Linked DNA regions of Mus musculus: region 2 is linked to region 1. A link is a contact called in public HiChIP or PLAC-seq data. All regions are on one chromosome and are shown on one strand. The core of a region is the stretch at or near the end of the contact, and the rest is flanking DNA. Distances in the headings are between cores, read along the strand shown. Region 1 has its middle 10 kb from the start of Gm36600. Region 2 has its middle 16 kb from the start of Errfi1.

What was found. HiChIP or PLAC-seq counts read pairs in DNA pulled down with a chosen protein or histone mark.
Region 2: a contact with region 1 is called in a FOXA1 HiChIP or PLAC-seq map of pancreatic cancer cells. The contact joins two enhancer-like sites. A contact is called at or near these places in 1 of 39 promoter capture datasets (the C10 cell line), 3 of 15 datasets of contacts at CTCF or cohesin (CD8 T cells, the NIH/3T3 cell line and pro-B cells), 17 of 484 Hi-C or Micro-C datasets (the C2C12 cell line, CD4 T cells, the G1E-ER4 cell line and 12 more), 16 of 115 datasets of contacts at active chromatin or transcription factors (the NIH/3T3 cell line, bone marrow-derived macrophages, cardiomyocytes and 10 more) and 1 of 9 other capture datasets (embryonic stem cells).

What each region holds. Positions count from the first base shown.
Region 1 is chr4:150,693,005-150,696,684 of GRCm38.p6, reverse strand. No RefSeq gene overlaps it. Among named protein-coding and RNA genes, the nearest start is that of Gm36600, 10 kb to the left of the region's middle. Within about 2 kb of position 1,749, at least 39 of the 459 cell types and tissues checked have an H3K27ac peak or open chromatin away from gene starts, as enhancers often do. A contact at or near this core is called in the C2C12 cell line, the NIH/3T3 cell line, muscle stem cells and 1 more, where this site is marked.
Region 2 is chr4:150,868,928-150,872,607 of GRCm38.p6, reverse strand. No RefSeq gene overlaps it. Among named protein-coding and RNA genes, the nearest start is that of Errfi1, 16 kb to the right of the region's middle. Within about 2 kb of position 1,562, at least 189 of the 459 cell types and tissues checked have an H3K27ac peak or open chromatin away from gene starts, as enhancers often do. A contact at or near this core is called in the C2C12 cell line, the NIH/3T3 cell line, muscle stem cells and 1 more, where this site is marked.

The DNA.
Region 1 (3,680 bases), core at 500-2,999:
GTAGAAATTAGATCATGGGGGCTTCTAGAAAAACTTTGTGTTTTAATCGTGTCCAGTCTCAAAAGCACTGCTCCTTCCCAGGAAGGGCCACCATGCAGCCAAGCAGAAAGACGGGAGTCTGGAATTAGCAAAGGATGGCTCTGGGCTCAGGGCTCCTGGTGTCTGAGGACAACGTGGGCAGCCGGAGTCTTTACATTGAGAGATTTCAAAAGGCACCACAATCCATGGTCCATAGAGAGGCTTCACAGTCGGACCCACAAATGTAGAGGACTCTCCAAGGAGAGAAAGTGGGAGTGACTCTGGCTACACACACACACACACACACACACACACACACACACACACCTCATTATGTAGTCCAGGCTGGTCTTGAACTTACCATCTTCTTGCCTCCCAAGAGACTGACTCACAGGCATGTGCCACCATCTCTGGCTAAGACAGAGGAAATTGCCTACCTTTAGGAAGTCTCTGTGATATCGAGTTTTATGTCAACTTGCACAGGCTAGAATCTTCGGTTGCTTTCGCTCATAGTGTTTCTTTCATTATAGCCTCAAATTCCTGACAATCCTTCCTCGGCCTCCTGAGTGCTAGATTTCAGATATGCCCCCCCCCCCCCATGCCAACTCAAGAAATGAGATTTTAAAGGACAAATTCCTCAGGAAGGAAAGACACGTCCCAATTGTGGATAAGTGCAAGATAGGCGTCAGGAAAGCTCAGTGGATCAGGGCAGCCAAAAAGCTTTGGGGATGCTGAGATCCAAAGTTCAGGATAGCCTGGAGCTATAGAGTCGGAGCAAGGGGAATTCCTGCCCTCTGTGGCTTTTCTCTTTTCCGTGGGTTATCCATAGGCCATCTCGGTGGTCTGTGATAGCCCTAGGTGAGTGAGACAGGGGCCTGACCCACAGAGCAGGATTCAGGAGGACAGGGTGGGACTCAGTGGGCATGGAATTCTTCCTACCCAGACTCCTGTATCCCCACACACCTGACTTGAAAAGACAGTGTCATTATTAATTGCTGTTATGAAAAAATGCAAAATGGCAGGGCCAGGAACTCGGACCTCAAAGAAGAGGACTATCCCTCTCTCTGATGTCCTGGCATACCCATAGGTCTCGGGGAGTGGCTGCCACCCGAGCCTGGCTGGTGAGATGCTTAGGACAGGCACATGCTGGGTACATGTCAGGCAGGGACAGTTAGGGGATTGCCAGTGGGCACTACAGGCAGCTGCCCAGGCACTGTACTATACATGTGGTACCCTGGTGGCCTGGACCTGTCCCTGTAACCAGCTCCCTGCCCAGAGCAGGCCTGGTCTTTCTTTCTCCTCTTTAAAACCTTGTGTTTGAGGGGTGGTGCCATAGTTGGTAGAGTGCTTGCCTAGCATACGGGAAGCTCTGGGTTCGGTTCCCAGCATCACTAGCACACCTGTGATCCCAGTGCTCATCAGGGTTCAAGGTCATCCTCAGGTAAGAAGCAAGTCTGGAGCCAGCCTGGCTACTTGAGACTCTGTTTCTAAACAAAACAAATACCGTGTTTTCCAAATTAATTAATAAATTCCCCAGAGAGTGCAATGCCATACACCCTACCCCAGCTCATGAGTCCTCTAACTCTGGTGCAGTATCAGGACCCAGGGTGGTCTAAATGCATTGTGAGGAATCCTGGCTATGCTTATAAGCAGCTTGCCTCAGAGCCCTCCTCCTAGAGAGAACTTCACTCAGTGTCTGTCAGTTACACGCCTTCCGGCTTAAGTGAACCTTGAGGTTTGGCCCGGTGCTCTTGATGGTCTGGCTGGGATGGGGCAGTCTTGCCCAGCAGAAGGCTGGGGCACTGAAGCTGCCTCAGGAATAGACTACAGGTCCCGTAGCTGGATTGGAGGGCTTGGTCGTGTTGGGATCTAGGCTAGAGAAGCCAAAAATGGAGAGACTGGACTTCATCTGGGGTCTGGGGTCCAGCAGGGCCATTGGAGTTTCCCAAGGTCAACGAGAGCTATGTTTGCAGATCCACGGCTGAGGTAGAAGCTGTGAAGTTGGGAGTTGATGAGTTGTCCGGAAATGTGACAGGGTGGGGTGACCGGGCAGGAGTGATGGGCGGGGGAGGTGACTTAGGAAGTGTGTGTGGGCAGAACTAGCAGGGCTGGAACTGGTGGTAGGGATAGGGGGAGGGGGGAGGAGGAGGAGTGAGAAGGAAGAGGAGTAGGGAGGAGGAAAAGTAGGAAGAGTAGGGAGGAGGAGGAGTGGGGAGGAGGATGGGATGAGGACAAGTGAGGAAGAGGATGAGTGGGGAGGAGGGTAAGTGGGGAGGAGGGTGAGTAGGGAGGAGGGCAAGTGTGGAAGAGGAGGAGTAGGGAGGAGGGTGAGTGGGAAGAAGGGTGAGTAAGGAAGAGGGTGAGTAGGGAGGAGGGCAAGTGTGGAAGAGGAGGAATGGGAAAGAAGCATAGAGAGGAAGAAGAGTAAAAAGGAGGCAAAAGTGGAGGAAGATGCAGCTCACAGCAGATAAATGACAAAGCCTGGACCCCTCATTGAAGATGTCACAGCTGGATTTCAAAGAAGGAGGAGGAAGAAGGAAGAAAGGAAGGAAGGAAGGAAGGAAAGAAGGAAGGAAGGAAGGAAGGAAGGAAGGAAGGAAGGAAGGGAGTGTATAGTGAGAATGTTGGAATTTTGGTTTCTTTTAGAGTTTTTTGTTGTTGTTGTTGTTTGTTTGTTTGTTTGTTTGTTTGTTTTTCGAGACAGGGTTTCTCTGTGTAGCCCTGGCTGTCCTGGAACTCACTCTGTAGACCAGGCTGGCCTCGAACTCAGAAATCTGCCTGCCTCTGCCTCCCGAGTGCTGGGATTAAAGGCGTGTGCCACCATACCCGGCTTTGGTTTCTTTTAAAAACACAGAAATATTATATGAATGTCTTGTCATTTTAATCTCTGGTGTGGGATACGGGGCTGCTCCAGACTACGACTCCCCCTGTGCTTTAGGAGGGATGAGATTTTTCAACTGCAGATACTTTCTGCAATTGTGTGACATTGGAATTCTGGAGACTTTTAGAGGATACACACACACACACACACACACACACACACACACAAAGGAGAAAAAAACTAAATACCCTGATGGCAAAGATCAAACTTGCCCTAAAGAACTCAATAGCCCTAATCAGATAACATCGTGCTCAGTGAGTAAAGGCATTTGCCACCAAGCCTGGTGACACGGGTCTGATTCCCAGAACTGCATAAAGGTAGAGAGGGAGAACCAACTCAGAAATTGTCCTCTGATATCTACATATGCACCATGGTACATGTGCACCACCACGGCATGTACACACACACACACATGCACACACACGTACACTATCACATAATAAATAAGTATAAAAAATTAAAATTAAAAGGACTCTAGTCAGGGAGACAGACAACAAAAGTATACGCAATGCATATGTGACACAGATTGCATGGGAATCTGAAAGTGCAGTGGGCAGCCAGGACTGCAGGGGGAGACACTGGGAGAAACCTGGGGCCAGGCATGCACGGCAGGCTTGGTGCTGGTCTCAGGAAAGAACTATGTGGGTTGGAGACAGACAGAAACAAGTGAGTAAGAAGGGGGAATTCTAAGAGTGGAGCCTGAGAGTGCCTGCCATCCAGAGGGAAGAGCAATCGATGGCTGAGAAACACATCGGGCCACGGGGGACAGCCACAGGGGACA
Region 2 (3,680 bases), core at 313-2,812, 180 kb before region 1:
GAACCCAGGTCCTCATGAGCAGAACCGCTCCCCTACCCCCAACCCCCTTGTGCTTGCCTTGAAAGGCTGTCTCTTCAGTCCCAGGGCCACTGCACAGGATCTGGAGCGCCCGGTGCTTGGCAGACAGCAAGTTCCCGACAACTGTGAGCTGTTCACACTGAGACATCTGCAGGCAAGTCAAATGGGCCAGAGCTCTGCCACATGAGCCACCCCTGAGACAATGCCATATTGTGTGGAGGAAAACACACCGCCCTTAGCTTCCTACGGGGCCAGGTCAGTTTCTGACTCTTCTTGGGGCACATGGGCAGGTCTGTAGGTAGATGACATAGTGTGGCAGTGGTTTCAGAGAGGGGTGTGATGAAATTGGAATGTGTGTCTGGACCTTGCTGCTCTAGGGGCCTCTGCACCGTCCTTCAGTGACAGCAGACCTGTGCTTCCCCCACCCCACCCCCCACCCCCGCTTGGGCCCAGGCCACCTGGGCTCCTGCACACAGCAGACGTGTAATTAGAGGCTTCTGGGCTGGGCTGAGGCAGTACACAGGCAAGTCTGGTCCTGTGCTGGCCACCGTGGGTGCTCCTGCTACAGAGCTGGGCTCCATTACTCAGGCGGCTGCAGAAGCTGTCAGCTGCTCAGCCAAGAACCCTGATCAATGAGGGAGGAGAGACACTGTGTACAAGGACACTGGTTCATCCAAGAACATGAGGCTAGCCAGGAATTCAGAATAACAAAGTACAGCTTCCTGTGTGCTGTGCCTGAGGCGGTGCCATGGCTAGGCCAGAGGAAGGCTTGGTGCAGGCCAGAATGACACGACTCATTCTGCCTTTCACAAGAGGGGAGCGGACAAGTCATGCTGTCCCTAGGGAAGGCACTGGCTAACCCTCATGACTGTGAAGAAACCCATGGGAGGCCTGGGTTTAGATGTTTACTAAGGAATGAAGGTGCTGCCTGGATCTGTGAAGAGAATGCAGTGCACATTCCTAAGCAGCTCCATTTTGGGGGAGGGGGGGCAGATACGCGGATCCCTGTGGGTAATTGCTACAGGCTTTTGTGCTTGGGGTTCCGGGTGTCTGAACTTACAGGGTGAGAGATGACAGCATTCAAGAGGCACGCTGGCTAAGCCTCTAGCCTGACAGCAGCTCCAAGACAGGTGCCAACTAGTACTTGAAGTACATTCCTTCCCATCTGTCCCCAGCCCCCCACTCCTTACCAAAACCCCACTACTGCCATGGGGCGGTGACTTCTGAGTCACAAGGTTGCTCTGATGTAAGCTCAGGTACAGAAAAACATACACAAGTATGTTTGCTGCTTCAGATTCCAAGTAGACATCTTGAAAGCTAAGGGGAGCTTGTTTAAACGTGCGGGAGCCGCAGACTCCCCGTGGCTCGGATACAAGTATCCTGAAGTTGAATCCATACAGGTGAGACGAAGGCGAGCAAGCTCACACCCTCACAGTAAGCAGCGCTAGGCACGCCTGAACCATGTTTGTGTAGTTACAGGGAGCAAGAGGTGAGGCCAACAGTGTAGACAAATTCTGTTCTCTTCCCCTTCACCCCTCAGAGCCTCAAAAGAATGGCATGACTCACACCGAAGGGCGCAAAGGCGCCAGAACATTCTGTCAAATGACCTACACTACAAAGAAAACAAGTCCTCAAGCCATTTCTAGTTTGAAGAAATCTTATATTAGGGCAAGAATACCTCAGAGCTTTAGAGCTCAATTCAAAATGTACATTCTTGTCTTTGGGCTTTTTCTCATTTCAGGTATGGAACCTCAAGCCTCCAGCTATGCCAAGAGCGGAGACTACTCTGGAGCCAGCCAGCATCAGGACCATCTCATCAAGTGCCATGAGCACTGCATGGCTTTGCACGACAGCTTTTTAAAAGTTCCACTAGCTTTTTACAAAATGCCTGACAGAATGGCCAAATCAGTTTCTAGTTTTTATGACCAAGTATCAGTTTGCAGCTAAACAAAACATTATACAAGGATCGTGCAGATACCAACTTCCCATTTTGATAATTACCTAAGATATCACACAGGGCTGTAAAGATGGCTTAGTCGTTAAGAATACTGGCTGCTCTGCCTGAGAACCAGAGTTCAGTTCCCAGCATCCATGTAGCAGCTCATGGCTGTCAGAAACCATGATCCCACGCCATCTTTGGGCCTGTGGGCACCAGGTACTGCATGCATGCAATGCACAGACATACACAGGCAAAACTCCCAGACATATAAGTTGGAAAAAAAAAATTCAACTTGCTTGGTGTGCCGGCTGGGGAGGTATAGGTGGGCAAGTGGCTCCTGGGTGTTTTAGCAGTGTGCCATTAGCATGGGCGCCAAGGACAGTTCTTTGACCAGAAAAAACCATGAAAAGTATATCGCAAAAGTTCAAGGGAAAACACAGAAACAGGTAAGGAAATGAAGCTGGAACTAATGTAAGTACCATGGCTTCCTGTACCAGGCAATGCTCAGTGCTAGTACAAGGACACAGGCGGTTCCAGCTCGCAAGAGCCACCGCCGTTCTGGAAGAAGGGCGGTGCAGACTGCTTTCAGGCTGGAGCCTGTCATCCTAACAACTCTGAAAGCCATGTGTCTCTCCATCCCCTCCCCCGCCCCCCCTTCACTCTGGTGCCAGTTTTGGGCCCTGGCCTGTAGCTTTTAGTGTTTCTGCTAATTTCACTTCTCTGAAATGTTCCCCACACAACAGCTACTGTCATCTTTCCTAAAACAAATCACATCGTGTTCCTCTCCCACTTAGGATCTTTTGAGTTGCACCCACTGCCCTTTTCCACTGCTCAGCCTACTCGCCCGTGGCCTTCAGCTTCTGGAACGTGCCCAGCTGCTTCCTGCTTCCTGGCCTCACAGGCTTGCCTTCGTCTGCTATCACACCTTCCAAATCGCTATCTCCAACTCTGACCATCATTTCCAGGGGTCAGATGCCCTTCAGTTGCCTACCGAGTACCTTTTAAACACTTCCAAATCACATCGCCACAAACTCTCTTCTTCCCAAATCTAACACCCGACACACAGGGCCACCAGCTCTGATACAGCAGCCCAGCAGACAGCAGTGTGCAGGGCCCTCTGTGATGCCTGGCAGTGGAGAGTAAGGTCCCAGACAAACAGCAGCAAAGGCCACAAAGGGCCCAGAGTAATCCTGAAGCCCAAGAAATCTGTACAGTGAATGCTCCTTTCTACGGACTGCACAGCCCTGACCCTCAAGGTTTCCACAGAAGCACGGGACCAAGGTTACTTAGTTGTTGCAGGTAAGAACAAAAGGCTTGATTTTACCACAAAATTTCTCTCCTTTCTTCCTTTCCTTTCCTTTCCTTTCCTTTCCTTCCCCCACCCCCCCTCTTTCTTTCACAGGGATTCATGTGGCCTAAAACCCCGAATGCATGTGTAACCAAAGATGACCTTGAACTCCTGATTCTCCAGCCTCTGCCTCCCAAGTGCTGGGCTTATGGGCATGTACTACCATGCCCAGGTTATGTGATCCTAGGAATCAAATCCAGGGTTCTGTGCATGCTAGGCAAGCACTTTAACAACTGAGCCAAGTCTTCAGCCCCCATACATTTTTATAATACCCAAGTCAAGTTGCTCAAATTGTCATTTAGAAATCTGCAATAAGTTTCAACATGTATTAACCTCAAACACTCTTCTGTCATGCTTTAAAAATATTATCAATTG